Regions from separate parts of the Sus scrofa genome. Here regions 2 and 3 are each linked to region 1. The links are chromatin contacts, called in public Hi-C maps. All regions are on one chromosome and are shown on one strand. The core of a region is the stretch at or near the end of the contact, and the rest is flanking DNA. Distances in the headings are between cores, read along the strand shown. Region 1 holds the start of BMP4 (bone morphogenetic protein 4). Region 2 overlaps LOC102167290 (a long non-coding RNA gene). Region 3 holds the start of CNIH1 (cornichon homolog (Drosophila)).

Region 1 (4,278 bases), core at 1,274-3,773:
TGCAGTGGGGAGCGCAGTTCTGCTTCTGGGGCGTGCGTGCGCTGCAGGAGGGGCTGCGTCTAGGGGAGTGTCACCCGACCCGGCACTCAGCCGGCGAAAACCCCTGAGAGCTGGCGAACTGCCGCTGCCCGACGCTTCTTCTCCATGAGCTATTTATTATCTTGGACTTGGCGGCATCCAAGGAGCCTCTCCTCTATCATTTCACCGGGTAGTGGCTGTAGGGAGGCCAGGATGCTAGCTGCTCTGGGTACGCGGCTTCTTGAGGTGTCGTGTCCTTTGGGGAGGCACTGGGGAGATGCGTCGTGGACTCGTGGCTCTTACTGACCCTCCCGGCCCCAAAACCAACTCGAAAGGGTACCGGGATTCACGAATCTTTGCGGACCCATCCCCATGGCCTCAGACGCTTCCCGGGCACCGATTTCGTGGTAGGTTTCTGAGGATCGCGTTTTGTGAGCTCAAGGCTTTTTGAGATGTTAAAACCCCGAAAAACAGATTCGGTAAACTGAGGTCACCTCTGAACAAATTTTGGCGTTGGGAGAAAACTCGTAGGGAAGTGAAGGACAGTCGCCATGAGTTGCATCTCCACCCCTCAAAAAAAAAAAAAAAAAAAAAAAGAAAGAAAGAGAGAGAAAGAAAAAAGCTGGAGACGAAAGTGCTTTTCAGCTTTTTTTTTAATTAAAAAAAAATGTGATTAGAGACGAATCCTATTGAGTCCGAAATTGAAACAACCCGCTCTTCCCTCGCCTCTGAGTTTTAGCGCAGCGCGCTCCCGCCGTAGCCCTGGGATTTCTAGGGTCGGAGGATTGTCCAGGAACTGCGGGCGCCCGCCCCTTCCACTGTCCTTCGCCCGCGGGGAGCTGCCCTTCTCTGCTTCTCCCATCTCTGGAGCTTTCCCCCCCACCCCGGTGCATTTTAAGGGTTCCAGGCGTCTCAACGAAACTCTTTGCTCTTCCCACCCGTTCGCAGTCAGCCTCAGCGGTGGCGCGGTAGCGGGAAAACTTAAAGGCGCTCAAAAGGCGGCAGCTCTGGGCGGGCAAGGATCGTCGCGCAGGGGCGCCCGCGCACACCCAGGCCAGCGACGGGTAGGGCCGCGCGGGACAACCGCGGCCGGGAGGGAGGGCTAAGCGTTTGATCCTTCACACTTCTTCCAGGCCCTCCTGCAAGTGCCCCCAAGATAAAACCGAGTTTTGCTGGGTGAGGCCGGGAACCTGAGCCTTCGAGCTCTGAATAGACCCAAGGCAGAAACTGGGAACAGGCTTAGGAAAGGGCGGCAGGGTACAGTGTGCTGTGCAGCCGGGATCGCGCGACTGTGACCCCTGCGCAGGCCGGGCAGATTCAGTTTCGAGGGTCACGGTTTCGGAAAGGACCCTGTATTGAGTGATCCACGCATGCAGCATCTTTGGATAGAGTCGGGATATCACAGTAATACCTTGAGCGGTGGGTTGGTAAAATTCTTGAAGCATTTGCTGAGATTCTGAAGCTGGTGCAAAGGAGGAAGGGGGGGGAGGAAGTGGCGGGAGAGGAGTAGTGGTTTAAAAAAGACGAGCTGGGGTGGGGGTGGGGGGAAAGACAGACGCAGAGATCGAGCGTAGGCCGAAAGCTGTTCACGGTTTTCTGGACTCCTGGGAACCCATTGTGATTTCCTTTCTGCCCTGGCTCGGGAGTTGTAAAACCTCTGAGACTTGGAGACCTGAAACAAGTGTTGAGCCCTTCCGAGGAGACGCCTCTCTTTTGAGTCCGCCCCTCCGCCTTTAAGGGCCTCAGGACCGCTTTCTTTGGGGATTTACTTTGCTCGGTGGGCACGCCGTGGTGTGGAGATTCTCTCCGTAAAGGAACCGGAGGAAAGAGCCCAGCGGCCATTCCCTTACCACGTTCCCACACTGGTCACCGCCTGACCATCTACCCCTCCGACCACTTATGACAGGTCCTCAGCTTTTGGTCGGGAGCTAAAGAGGCTGCTCAATTCCTCTAAACACTCGCAGAAGTTCGCCAGGGGGTGACTGTAGCTGGGAGCAATTTTTGGCCTCTCGGAGATCCTGGGGAGAAAGAGGGGTGGGTGCGCGCGGCACGTGTATATCTGTCTTTCAGTGCTTTTCTTTTTAAACGACCCTGGGTGGTGCGGCTTTCAGCTGCTGAGACTCCGCCGCCCCCAAATCCCGGCCCAACTTGAGCCAGGCTCACACTGAAAGGCGAAGCCCCTACCGTGCTCCCCAGATCCTCTCGCCTAAGGCAGCTGGCGGGAGGGATCAGGCCGACACGACGGAGGCTGCAGGTAGAGGCGAGGACCACGTCCTCCGCCAGCTGCACCCGGGGACCAGCTGAGGACTCGGCCGGGAGCTCCTCCCGGACGCTGGTGGTTGGGGCAGCAGGCGGGGAGGCTGGCCTCTCAGAGAGGGGGCGGGGCGGAGATGGGGCGGGTCCACTGCGGGGAAGGCGGACGCTTCGGTGCGCGGGGCGGAGTCTTTGCATTCACGTGACTCAGAGGGGCTGGAAGAAAAACAGAGTCAGCCTGCGCCAGTCTCATTATATTCAAATATTCATTTTAGGAGCCATTCTGTAGTGCCATCCAGAGCAACGCACTGCCGCAGCTCCTCTGAGCCTTTCCAGCAAGTTTGTTCAAGATTGGCTGTCAAGAATCATGGACTGTTATTATATGCCTTGTTTTCTGTCAGTGAGTAGACACCTCTTCCTTCCCTCTTCCCGGGAATTCACTCTGCCCTCCCCACCCGTGCTCGCCTTGTGTCCCTCCCGTCGGACCTGCCTTCCAGAGTCCACACTCCGCTTTCTGGCAGCGCTGTCGCTTTCTTCTTGGCGCCGCAGCCGCTGCGCTCTGAGCGTACCGGTTCTATTTAAAGTGCTGCTTGCTCCACTCTCTTCCTGATCTGTGCGTTGCAAGGAAGGAGAGCGAAAGGGGGCAAAAAAGAAAAGTCCGCAGCCAGGGGTGCTTACCATCCCCTTCTCCCACTTGACTGCGGATCACCCAGTGCCCCCGTGGCATATTCCCAGCTGCTTGTCAAACTCAGACGTCGCTCTTGGAATCATCCCCCCCACACACCCTTCTCTGGGAGTGAGTGAGCGGGCTCAATCAAACGCTTTTTGCTGGGCATTTCAAATTCATCAGCCCCCGTAAAATAAACCTTCCAGACCCAGCCGCCGGGTGTCTTCGCCCTGCCCCTGCTTCTCTGTTTTCCCTCCCTCCTGCTCCGAACCAGCTGGAAGTTGTGGAAGTCGGCTCGGAGGGCGGAGGAAGAAGGGGGGTGGAGGAAGGGGGGGGAGAGACTGAAGGTCTGAAGTGGAGAGTAGAGAGATGGTATTTTAATTCTCCCTCCCCCATCCTTTTTTACCTCCTCAATGTTAACTGTTTATCCTTGAAAAAGCCAAGCTGAGATCATGGCTCAGATAGCAGTTGGGACAAAAAAAGATTAACAGGATGGAGGCTATCTGATTTGGGGTTATTTGACTGTAAACAAGTTAGACCAAGTAATTACAGGGCAATTCCTACTTTCAGGCCGCGCATGGCTGCAGCTGGTGGTGGGGTGTGTGTGAGGGGGAAGACACAAACTTGATCTTTCTGACCTGTTTTACATCTTGACCCTCTCTGTCTAGCCCTGTATGAGTTTGCTGAGACATCTCTATTTTTCTCTAGTTATTGGTGTTTATTTATTCTTTAACCTTCCACCTCCTCCCCCTCCCTAGAGACACCATGATTCCTGGTAACCGAATGCTGATGGTCGTTTTATTATGCCAAGTCCTGCTAGGAGGCGCGAGCCATGCTAGTTTGATACCTGAGACGGGGAAGAAAAAAGTCGCCGAGATTCAGGGCCACGCGGGAGGACGCCGCTCAGGGCAGAGCCATGAGCTCCTTCGGGACTTCGAGGCTACACTTCTGCAGATGTTCGGGCTGCGTCGCCGCCCGCAGCCTAGCAAGAGCGCCGTCATCCCAGATTACATGCGGGATCTTTACCGGCTTCAGTCTGGAGAGGAGGAGGAGGAAGAGCAGACCCACAGCGTTGGTCTCGAGTATCCCGAGCGCCCTGCCAGTCGGGCCAACACCGTGAGAAGCTTCCACCACGAAGGTCAGTCCCAGCTCAGGGTCTGGGCTGTGGAGGGCCGGTAGGGCAGCTCTGGGGGAGAGGAGTTCAGGTTACATCAAAGCCCCAGATCAGGAGGCTAGGGAACCGAGCTGCTCACCTCCAAGGATTTTCAGAGCTGTGGCCCAGTTTATTTTTTGGAGACGGAGGGGAGGGGTTTGGGAGGAGAATGACACCGCTCAAGTCT
Region 2 (4,389 bases), core at 935-3,434, 330 kb before region 1:
TTAGGAGATGGATTCTGCAATAATAGCACTTGGCAGCCTTGCTGCTAGCTTAAAAAACTTCGGCCCACAAAATTCTCCGCAAGCTTTCTTTTCACAGAAGGAGCAAACTGCAAATAAAACAAAAGAAGTATGTGTTCTTTGGGTCATGTTGTCACTTTGAATTAGACGGTGTATCTGTAGACCCCCTCCATTATGGCCCAGACATTTAGGCCCATTGGCTTGGATCTGTGCTTATATATCCATTTCAACAGGTTGTGAAAGAAAAGTTATGTTTCATCTACCCGTTGAGGGGAGTGGGGTAAGACCGGGTTGGTTTAGCTAGCTAAATCTGGTGTTAGGGTGTCAGTGGTTAATGGTTCTAGGTAGCTGTGCCTAGAGAAAAATGTGTTTCAATGGCACAGGCTACCCTCTTACAAAGATGGTCATTGTTTGGAGAGTGGAGGAATGGTGTGAGTGACTCAGGACAGTTCATTAAGACTAGAGAAGAATGGAGTATAAATCTGCAAAAATACTGAATCACTATACTATGCATCTGAAACGAACACAATATTGTAAATCAAATATACTTCAATTTAAAAAAGGACTGCAGGAGTTCCCGTCGTGGCGCAGTGGTTAACGAATCCGACTAGGAACCATGAGGTTGCGGGTTCGGTCCCTGCCCTTGCTCAGTGCGTTAACGATCTGGCGTTGCTGTGAGCTGTGGTGTGGGTTGCAGACGTGGCTCGGATCCAGCGTTGCTGTGTCTCTGGCATAGGCTGGTGACTACAGCTCCGATTCGACCCCTAGCCCGGGAACCTCCATATGCCGTGGGAGCAGCCCAAAGAAATAGCAAAAAGACCAAAAAAAAAAAAAAAAAAAAAAAAAAAAACCAACAAAAAACAAAACAAAACAAAAAAAGGACTGCAAATGCAACAAAATTATGCATTTCAACTTAATTAAAAAAACTGTAAAGGTGATGGCTGGAGCAGGTGCTATTGTTAGAAATCAGTTTGTGAGGCTAAGGGCCAATACCTTGAATCACTTGTTGTTTCATAGAATACTATCCTTTTCATAATTATCTGTATACTCATTAAGTGTTTGTTAATTATACCAACTTTATAGTCATACTCAGCATAACATTTTGATATGGTCATGTCCCAGTGAAATTAGTTTTGCCTTGATGTAGTCATTTTGGTGACATGCCTCTGTCCTGTAACTGAAGAGAGTGCTCAGTGCCTTCGTTTGTGCAGTAATATTAGCTGGGCAAAGCAAGTAGCTGCTTTCTAAGGTTATCATGTGTAATTCCTTTTTCCAGTTCAAGAACATATCTTGTTTTAAACAACTTTTTTGAAAGGCAGCCAAAGAAAAGGTTGGCTCAGATATGCCCTTACCAACCTTGTTTACAGGATATAGTGTTCCACCTCTTGGAGGAAGATGATAAAGGAAAGCTGGCTTTGGGAGGTGTGTAGGAATATTTGTTCATGTATTTAAATTCCACATGTGAGTGGAAAACCCAGGGAGAAAGATGAAAATGGAGAAACATTACAATAGGATTATTGATTACTGTCTTATATTCAGTTACAGGTTAAAGTCCTAATCGTTGTTTGCAAAAAGAGGACATTGGTAAGCGCTATCTAACAGAGGACTTCTGATGGAATGAAGTTGAGGCAAGGGCATGAAAAATGACATGAAAAAGATTTGCAGGACTTCTAGTTTCTTCCTTGATCACGCTTATCAAATATACAGGCACACAATAAAATCGTCTTTGAAGGCCAGTTTCTCAAGGGAGGCAGAGTTGTTTGTGATTCAGCCGATCATACGTTAACTTTGGGGGCACTCACCTCGAGAAACACAGGAAGCTTAATTCCCTGCCAAAACCAGGAACTCCCTGAAACAACTCGAAACTTCCCCGAAAGCTGTGCACTCAGCCTTGTGTCAGAAACAAACAAAAAACAAATCCAAAGACTACGGAAACCTGTTCGTTAAGCGGCGAGGGGAAATGCCCTCAGCCAGGCAGTCTAAACACAGGAATGTGTGGCAGGAGATCAGATCCACGGTCGGAAGGGGAGAAGAGGCCGATAAAGCTGCAGAGAAAGCAGCGGTAGTCACAGAAATTGGTTTCAGAGGTAAAGTGAGGAGGGCCAGGATGTTTACGATAGGATCACATTGTGCCGCTAAATCCTGGCACACAGCACACCACAGGAGCTGTGACTGAGAGGCGCCTCGCCTGCGCATGCGCAGATGTGGAGCCTACCAAGTTAGGCTGAGGTGCAAAATGAAACGCATTCTCATTGAATGTGAAGCAGCCTTCCTTGTTCTCATCAGGGCGTTTCACCTCTGGAATCAGGGCCAACATGGTGGTTGGATAACTAGGGTTATGGATGATCCACATTTTGAACTCAATACTCAAGACATACCAGGCTCATTTCCAGATGTTAATAGGGAGATCATGATTTTATATGGCATTACTTATCCTTTCATCAAATGTAGGTGTACTTCACTTAGCTTCAAGGCAAGATCCTTTCATGCTTCTCTTTCTCCTCTTGGTTTCTTGAAAGTGTAACCTTTCTGGGGGAAAATGGCAGCTTTGAACATTTCCTGTGCGTTGATGAGTTTCTAGGATGTCAGTTTCTGGCCCCCATTTCTCTGTGCCCATAGTGATAAGAGGCAAACACTGGGGCGTCTCCACATGCGCCGAAGCTGCGGTGTGAGCATGCCTTGCTCCTCTGGGCAGCTGAACATTTGAGAATCTCCCTTCATCACTTCTGATTCCGCCTGTGGAGGATACAGATAATGAAACACCACACAGGGGGTTCACTCGAAGCTAAAATGTATTTGAGGATATTCTGAAGCTTGTTTTTGGCTAATCTAAGTGCACTGCTGCTAACGGGGAAGTGTTCAGGTGTCCACATGTGGAAGCCGAACATTGCTGCTGAGTGGGAATTGTCAGTAAGTGGAAATCGGTGGCGGAATACCTTAGCCTTTCTTCTTGTTCAACATTAATCTCAGCACCACGTTTATAGGCTGATTCCAGATGTGCTTGACTCTAAGGCTCAGTTTTCAGAGGTGACAGGTGGTGTATTTGCCTCAGCAGAAAGAAGGTCAAATTGTATTATAGATCTCAGGGCAAATGTCTGACGATCCCAGGGGAATGCCTGACAGCTCATTTGGCAGCAATCTGGCCCAGAGGCTGGAGGAGAGAGCTCACCCCTGGGAGCAGGGAGCGATGTTCTCCACGCCTGCGATAGAGGGCGCAGCGTGAAAGGAAAGAACGCCATTGGGGAGGTGAAATACGAGCTTTTAACTTGGTGTCCCCGAGGTCATTCCTCTCCGTGCACCACTCTAAGCTGCTGGCTGGCCCTTGGTTGTTGTTACTCTGCAGCCATGGTATTTGGTGAGCTCTGTTTTTAGGAACACTTAATTGGTTTGACCTGCCCTACTACTTCTTACATGAGGGGGAGCATTCCAGGAATAGAGCTCCAGACTCGTGCCTCTCAAACCGAGAAATGTACAGACCTCTTTTAAAGGGACAACATTGTCTACGTGCATCCCTGGTGTTGACTTCCACCCTTTCTATCATTATACTCTATATACATGTAAAGTTGGATATGCTTACAAAATCAATACTATTCAAAAAATTAATCAAATAGTGTGGATGGTGTCATTTTGCTAAAGCCCACATCTCTTATTCACAGTAGAAATACCAACTTGAGATCCAGTCCTGTATTTAATTTGTCTTTTTAACTTCAGTGATGCTAGTTCAGAGAATTTCTGTACATGCAAGTGAGTTGTAGGAAAAGATTCGTAACTTCAAGGCTTTGTTAGTTTAGGAAAGTCAGGCTCCATATTAAAAATAAGATTTATTAGAGTACCCTTTGTGCCTCAGTGGTAATGAACCCGACTAATATCCATGAGGATGTGGGTTCGACCCCTATCCTCGCTCAGTGGGTTAAGGATCTGGCGTTGCAGTGAGCTGTGGTGTAGGTCGCAGATGCCGCTCAGATCGGGTGTTGCTGTGGCTGTGGTGTAGATGGGCAGCTGTAGCGGTGATTAGACCCCTAGCCTATGAATCTCCATATGCCACAGCTGCCCTAAATCAAAAAAAAAAAAAGATATACTGAAAATAAAATTTCAAACACCAATTTTAATGAGGCATCAGTTAATTGTGAGGTGTTTTCTGTGCTAAAGAATAAGACTAACATTACAGTGTGTTGAAATCTGTATCAAATATGTGTCTAGTTCAATGTTGAAATTGGGACTAGAAATCTTCATGCATCATTTGCTATTATGGTAACAAAGTGGTGCAGATAGTTATGTGCAAAGGCAGTGACCACTCAACACATGAGTTCACATTGCAAATGGAATACAGACTGTATGGCAGAGGTTCTTTTGAGCACTGCATGCCTATAT
Region 3 (4,505 bases), core at 1,153-3,652, 410 kb before region 1:
CACCAGGAAACTGCATCTGCCTTCATTAGTTTATGAGTTCTTCTGGACAAACATTGCCCAATGCTGTATTTGCCACACTCTGCGGCCTACAGTACTCAGTACATCTTCTTTGACATCTTCCTTTCTCTAGCCACTGCTTCCAGTCAATCAAGTCCTGCAGAGCTTAGCTCCTAAACATTATCAAATATATTCCAGCTTCCACAGCTTTAGTCAGAGCCACAGCAACTTTTACCTGGATTATTGCTATGGGCTCCTTGCTCCCAATTTCACACCTCATTAATCAGGGTCATTCTGTATCACTGGGCAGATTATGCACACTGCAAGGGCTGACTGGCCAAGGAGGTTAGTGGGGAGGAGGCAGTGAAGTATTATCTGCATTCTTGTGTCCTGGTGCAGAGCTCTGTTTATCTGGAGAGATACTTTTGTAATTTGTATAAAGTTGCCCATAATTTTGAAGGTATAGACCTGTGCTATCTAAGCCAGTAGCCACTAGCCACATGTAGCTCTATAAATTTTAATTGATTGAAAAAAAGAGTAGCCAAAAAAAAAAAAAAAAAAAAAAGGCAGAAAAAAAGCTGCACTTGCAATGCAGCAGCTAATACTACTGAGTTCAGTTCCTCAGTCATACTAACCACATTACAAGAGCTCAATAGCCACATGTGACTTTTGGCTACTATACTGAACAGTGCTGATAAAAAAATATTTCCACTATTGGAGTTCCCGTCGTGGCTCAGTGGTTAATGAATCTGACTAGGAACCATGAGGTTGCGGGTTCGATCCCTGGCCTTACTCAGTGGGTTAAAGATACTGTGTTGCCGTGAGCTGTGGTGTAGGTTGCAGACGTGGCTCGGATCCTGCGTTGTTGTGTCTCTGGCGTAGCCCGGGGGCTACAGCTCCGATTCGACCCCTAGCCTGGGAACCTCCATGTGCCACAGGAGCAGCCCAGGAAATAGCAGAAAGACTAAAAAAAAAAAAAAAAAAAAAAAAAAAAAAGGAAAATTTCCACTATTGCAGAAAGTTCTGTTGGACAGTCCTGGAAAGACTCTGCTTCTAAACCATTTTCTACACAATTTGCTGGTGTGAGAGATCTTTAATGCAAAGCCATTAAAGATCTTGCTTAAAAACCTTCACTGATTTCCGCTTCCATCAGCTACAATCATTTAGCAGGTGGTGAGTCAATTTTGTGGGTCACAAAGAACATTAAAAACAACACAGCAAAAAAGGATGGGGGGCAAGTACTCATGGATCCTTAGCATTGTTTTGTGAAAAAAAAAATTTTTTTTTTCATCTTTTTAGTGTCGCCCCCTAGGCATATGGAAGTTCCCAGGTTAGGGGTCGAATTGGAGCTGCAGCTGTCGGCCCACACCACAGTCACGGCAATGCAGGATCCAAGCGACATCAGCTCACGGTAACGATGGATCCTGCCAGGGATCCAGCCTGCATCCTCATGGATACTAGTCAGGTTCTTAACACACTGAGCCACAATGGGAACTCCTGTCTTGTGAAATTTTTGATTGTTAAATATCTATTTCTTTGTCTTGATATCCAGATGCCCATCTCTCTATAATTCAATGTGTAGGTCATGTTCTGCTGTGTTGCAATGAAAAAGTCTAATTGCGAATGGTGAGTAAAACAGATTGAAAAACATGGGCTTATGGGATATGAAGTCTGAGCTCCTTAACCAGGCATTTAAGCAAAGCCCTCTATGATCTAAACCTTTGATGACTCCTGGAGTCTAACACTCCACACTGCCTTGGCGGTTTCACCTAAGACCTGAACTTTTTTCTTCTTCATCTCTGTGCATATGCTCATATTAAACCTTCTTCTTGGACAGCTGATCCTACCTATCTTTGCCTGGACAACTTCTGCTCAGCTTGGGAAATTTCTACTTCATGGATCTTTCCCTGAACATTCCAGGGTGGGCTGGGTAGCCTTTTCAAACCTTTCATAACATGCTGCCGACTTCCGTTAACAGGGTTATAATTCTGTAATGACTTATTATTTATGTATTAATTTCTGGCACTATGCTAACTTCTTTCAGTGCAAGTATTATTTTACTCATCTTTGTATCTCAGAGAAGGACAGTACCTGGGAAATATTAGGCACTCTTGTGAAGAAATACTTGTTCAAAGAATAAACGAGCGAAGTAGTCCAAAGAAATCAACTCGCTATATTTTAATCTTTTAGGGTTGGGGTTAGGGTTAGGGTTAGGTGGACCCTGTCTAACACTGTGCAAGGCCGACTCCGGCCATCGGAGGGCGCCTTCCTCCGAAGCTGGTGCGCAAGCGCACTAGGAGGGCGGGCGCCGCGGCGGTGGCGGCGGCAGCGGCGGCGGCGGTGAGGGCTGTGGCCGCGGGAAGTGAATGGTTTTACCCAGAGGGCCCTGCGCCGCTTTTCTCCGCTGGCGCCGGCGCTGCTCCCTGCTCCTCCCCGGCCATGGCGTTCACGTTCGCGGCCTTCTGTTACATGCTGGCGCTGCTGCTTACTGCAGCGCTCATCTTCTTCGCCATTTGGCACGTGAGTAGCCAGTGCCGGGGGAAGGGGGCGGGGTGGCGGCGCAGGCTCTTCTCGCTCCGGGCCCGTGGTCGGGGCGGCCACGGCCCCCGGAGGTCCGCACGGCTGGGGATGGGGCCAGGCCGGGGCGGTACAGGCCGCGCGCGCAGGGGTCTGCGCGCCCTCCGTCCGCGGGCCGGGGGCTCCAGGTCCAGGAGGAGCCGAGGCCTCTGTTGTTTGGCTGGCTGCCTGCGCCCTCTGTGTCCCAGCGCAGGCCTCGCGCGCCGTTACTCCTTCCCCGCCGGGTGGGGCAGCCGCGGTCCCTACGGGCCCTGCGGGACAGTGCTTTGCTGGCCGGCTCGGCATCCCTGCTTTCCCACATCTCTCGGGAGAATGTCAAGAGCGCGGAGAGGCGTGCTACGTATTTAGAGGGGATGAAGCTTGCCGAATTATTGTTATTTAATGCCGGTTGCCTTTGTTTTCGGGAATTCACGGGAGTATGGCCCAAGTGAGATACTTACAACCCACTTTAGATAAATTTCGAACTCTCCTTGTCAGCACTTGGGTGCTCTTCCAGCAAAACATCCCCTCTCTCCGCCCCCAGATTCTTGTTTCCTGGTGAACTTGGATGGAGGTTGAATTGATCACTTTGTTCTCTGCATCACCGAACTTTCCCCCTAAATCATACTTTGACAGTTTCTCGAAAGACCTTTTTCCTAGCCACTTCTGTATTCGGAGTAACTTGATTTAGTAGAGGTAGTTTTAATTTGATTTTGAAAACGTTCAGAAACCGTAAGCTTCTCTAGGACTTTTGTTTTATTTATTTTTTAAACTCACGTTATGTTGCAGGACAGAAATGCAACCTTACTGGGAACAAGTAAATTCCCTGTGAAATAGTTCTACAATAAATGTTTAAGGGATCCTGTTTCTCTAACGCAAAGTTAGAAGTAACCTTTTGGAAATCATTCATTAAAAAATGTATCTTACGGGGGAAAAATATAATTGTAATGTATACATGTAAGGATAACCTGACCCCCTTGCTGTACAGTGGGAAAAAAAAAATGTATCTTACATTTGTTCTGCCCTCCATATTCTACTACTTTCTGGAATATTGGTCTTAATTTGAATGATTGAGCATGTTCACGCTCATGAACATTTTAAGTCAGGTTTCATCATGCCCATAACAAGGATTTGTTAATGGAACATAGGCAGAGTGATTTAAATGACAGCAGCATCTTGTGCAAAAAAAAACACTCAAATCCATTCCCTTTTGCTAAAGAGTATGATTACATTTATAATTATTTAAAACTGCACTGTTTGTGTGGTGGGGAATGCTTATGTGGGCTGTTAAGTAACTGCTCCCTCAAAATGCTTGTCAGTAGGAACTAATAACTTGAGCATTTTAGGCTCTTCTTTGGTGGAATAAAGACAATAAGATAATTGGGGATGCAAACTAGCTCTGCCTTAATAAGCCTCTGATGAAACTGAAATGTGTGGTTCCTTGCCGTCTGTAGATGAGGATGTAATACTTCTTACTTGATGGGTACTCTTTGTTTTTGGAGCTGATGGGGATTCTTAAGAGTCATGAATGGCTTACATTTTGAAGTAGGTTGTGTTTGGCTTAAGGAAAACCTGAACTGCATTTTTTAAAAAAGGGGTTATTTAGTTTCATCTTTGAAGTGAATGTGTGTCTGAGTGAAGTAGGTAATTTTAAGCCCTATTAGAGTTAAAATTTTCTTCAGGGATGAGTGGAGAGCTTTTATCCTTAGGGATTTCTCAGTTCAGAGGATTATGCATCCTTTGGGAACAAATGGAAAATTCTAAATAAAGATATAGCTTCAATTTTTCTATTAACTATGTAATCTTCAGTTTATTTTCTTAGGTAGTTTAAGTATCTGTCAGAAGACTCATTTGGAAATTTCAAGTATAATTTAAAAAAAAAAATCCCCTTTAAGGAGTTCCCACTGTGGTATATTGGGATTGGTGGTGTCTCTGCAGTGCCAGGATGCATG

Evidence for each region. A called contact is a pair of places that touch in the nucleus more often than the background predicts.
Region 2: a contact with region 1 is called in a Hi-C map of subcutaneous adipose tissue, with 1.6 times the contacts expected there. The contact joins the enhancer-like site here to the promoter of BMP4 in region 1. A contact is called at or near these places in 6 of 47 Hi-C or Micro-C datasets (brain, embryonic fibroblasts, fetal heart ventricle and 3 more) and 1 of 2 datasets of contacts at active chromatin or transcription factors (skeletal muscle).
Region 3: a Hi-C map of liver shows a contact between it and region 1, with 4 times the contacts expected there. The contact joins the promoter of CNIH1 here to the promoter of BMP4 in region 1. A contact is called at or near these places in 1 of 5 promoter capture datasets (liver) and 1 of 47 Hi-C or Micro-C datasets (liver).

The regions. Positions count from the first base shown.
Region 1 is chr1:183,417,863-183,422,140 of Sscrofa11.1, reverse strand. BMP4 (bone morphogenetic protein 4) reads left to right here and starts at 2,523. Exons shown (of 3, transcript NM_001101031.2): 1 at 2,523-2,671; 2 at 3,697-4,076. The coding sequence starts at 3,704.
Region 2 is chr1:183,743,821-183,748,209 of Sscrofa11.1, reverse strand. All of the region lies in intron 3 of LOC102167290 (a long non-coding RNA gene), which reads left to right. Among named protein-coding and RNA genes, the nearest start is that of CDKN3, 47 kb to the left of the region's middle. Within about 2 kb of position 2,184, at least 44 of the 83 cell types and tissues checked have an H3K27ac peak or open chromatin away from gene starts, as enhancers often do. A contact at or near this core is called in brain, omental adipose tissue, skeletal muscle and 1 more, where this site is marked.
Region 3 is chr1:183,827,003-183,831,507 of Sscrofa11.1, reverse strand. CNIH1 (cornichon homolog (Drosophila)) reads left to right here and starts at 2,402. Exons shown (of 5, transcript NM_001243525.1): 1 at 2,402-2,517. The coding sequence starts at 2,437.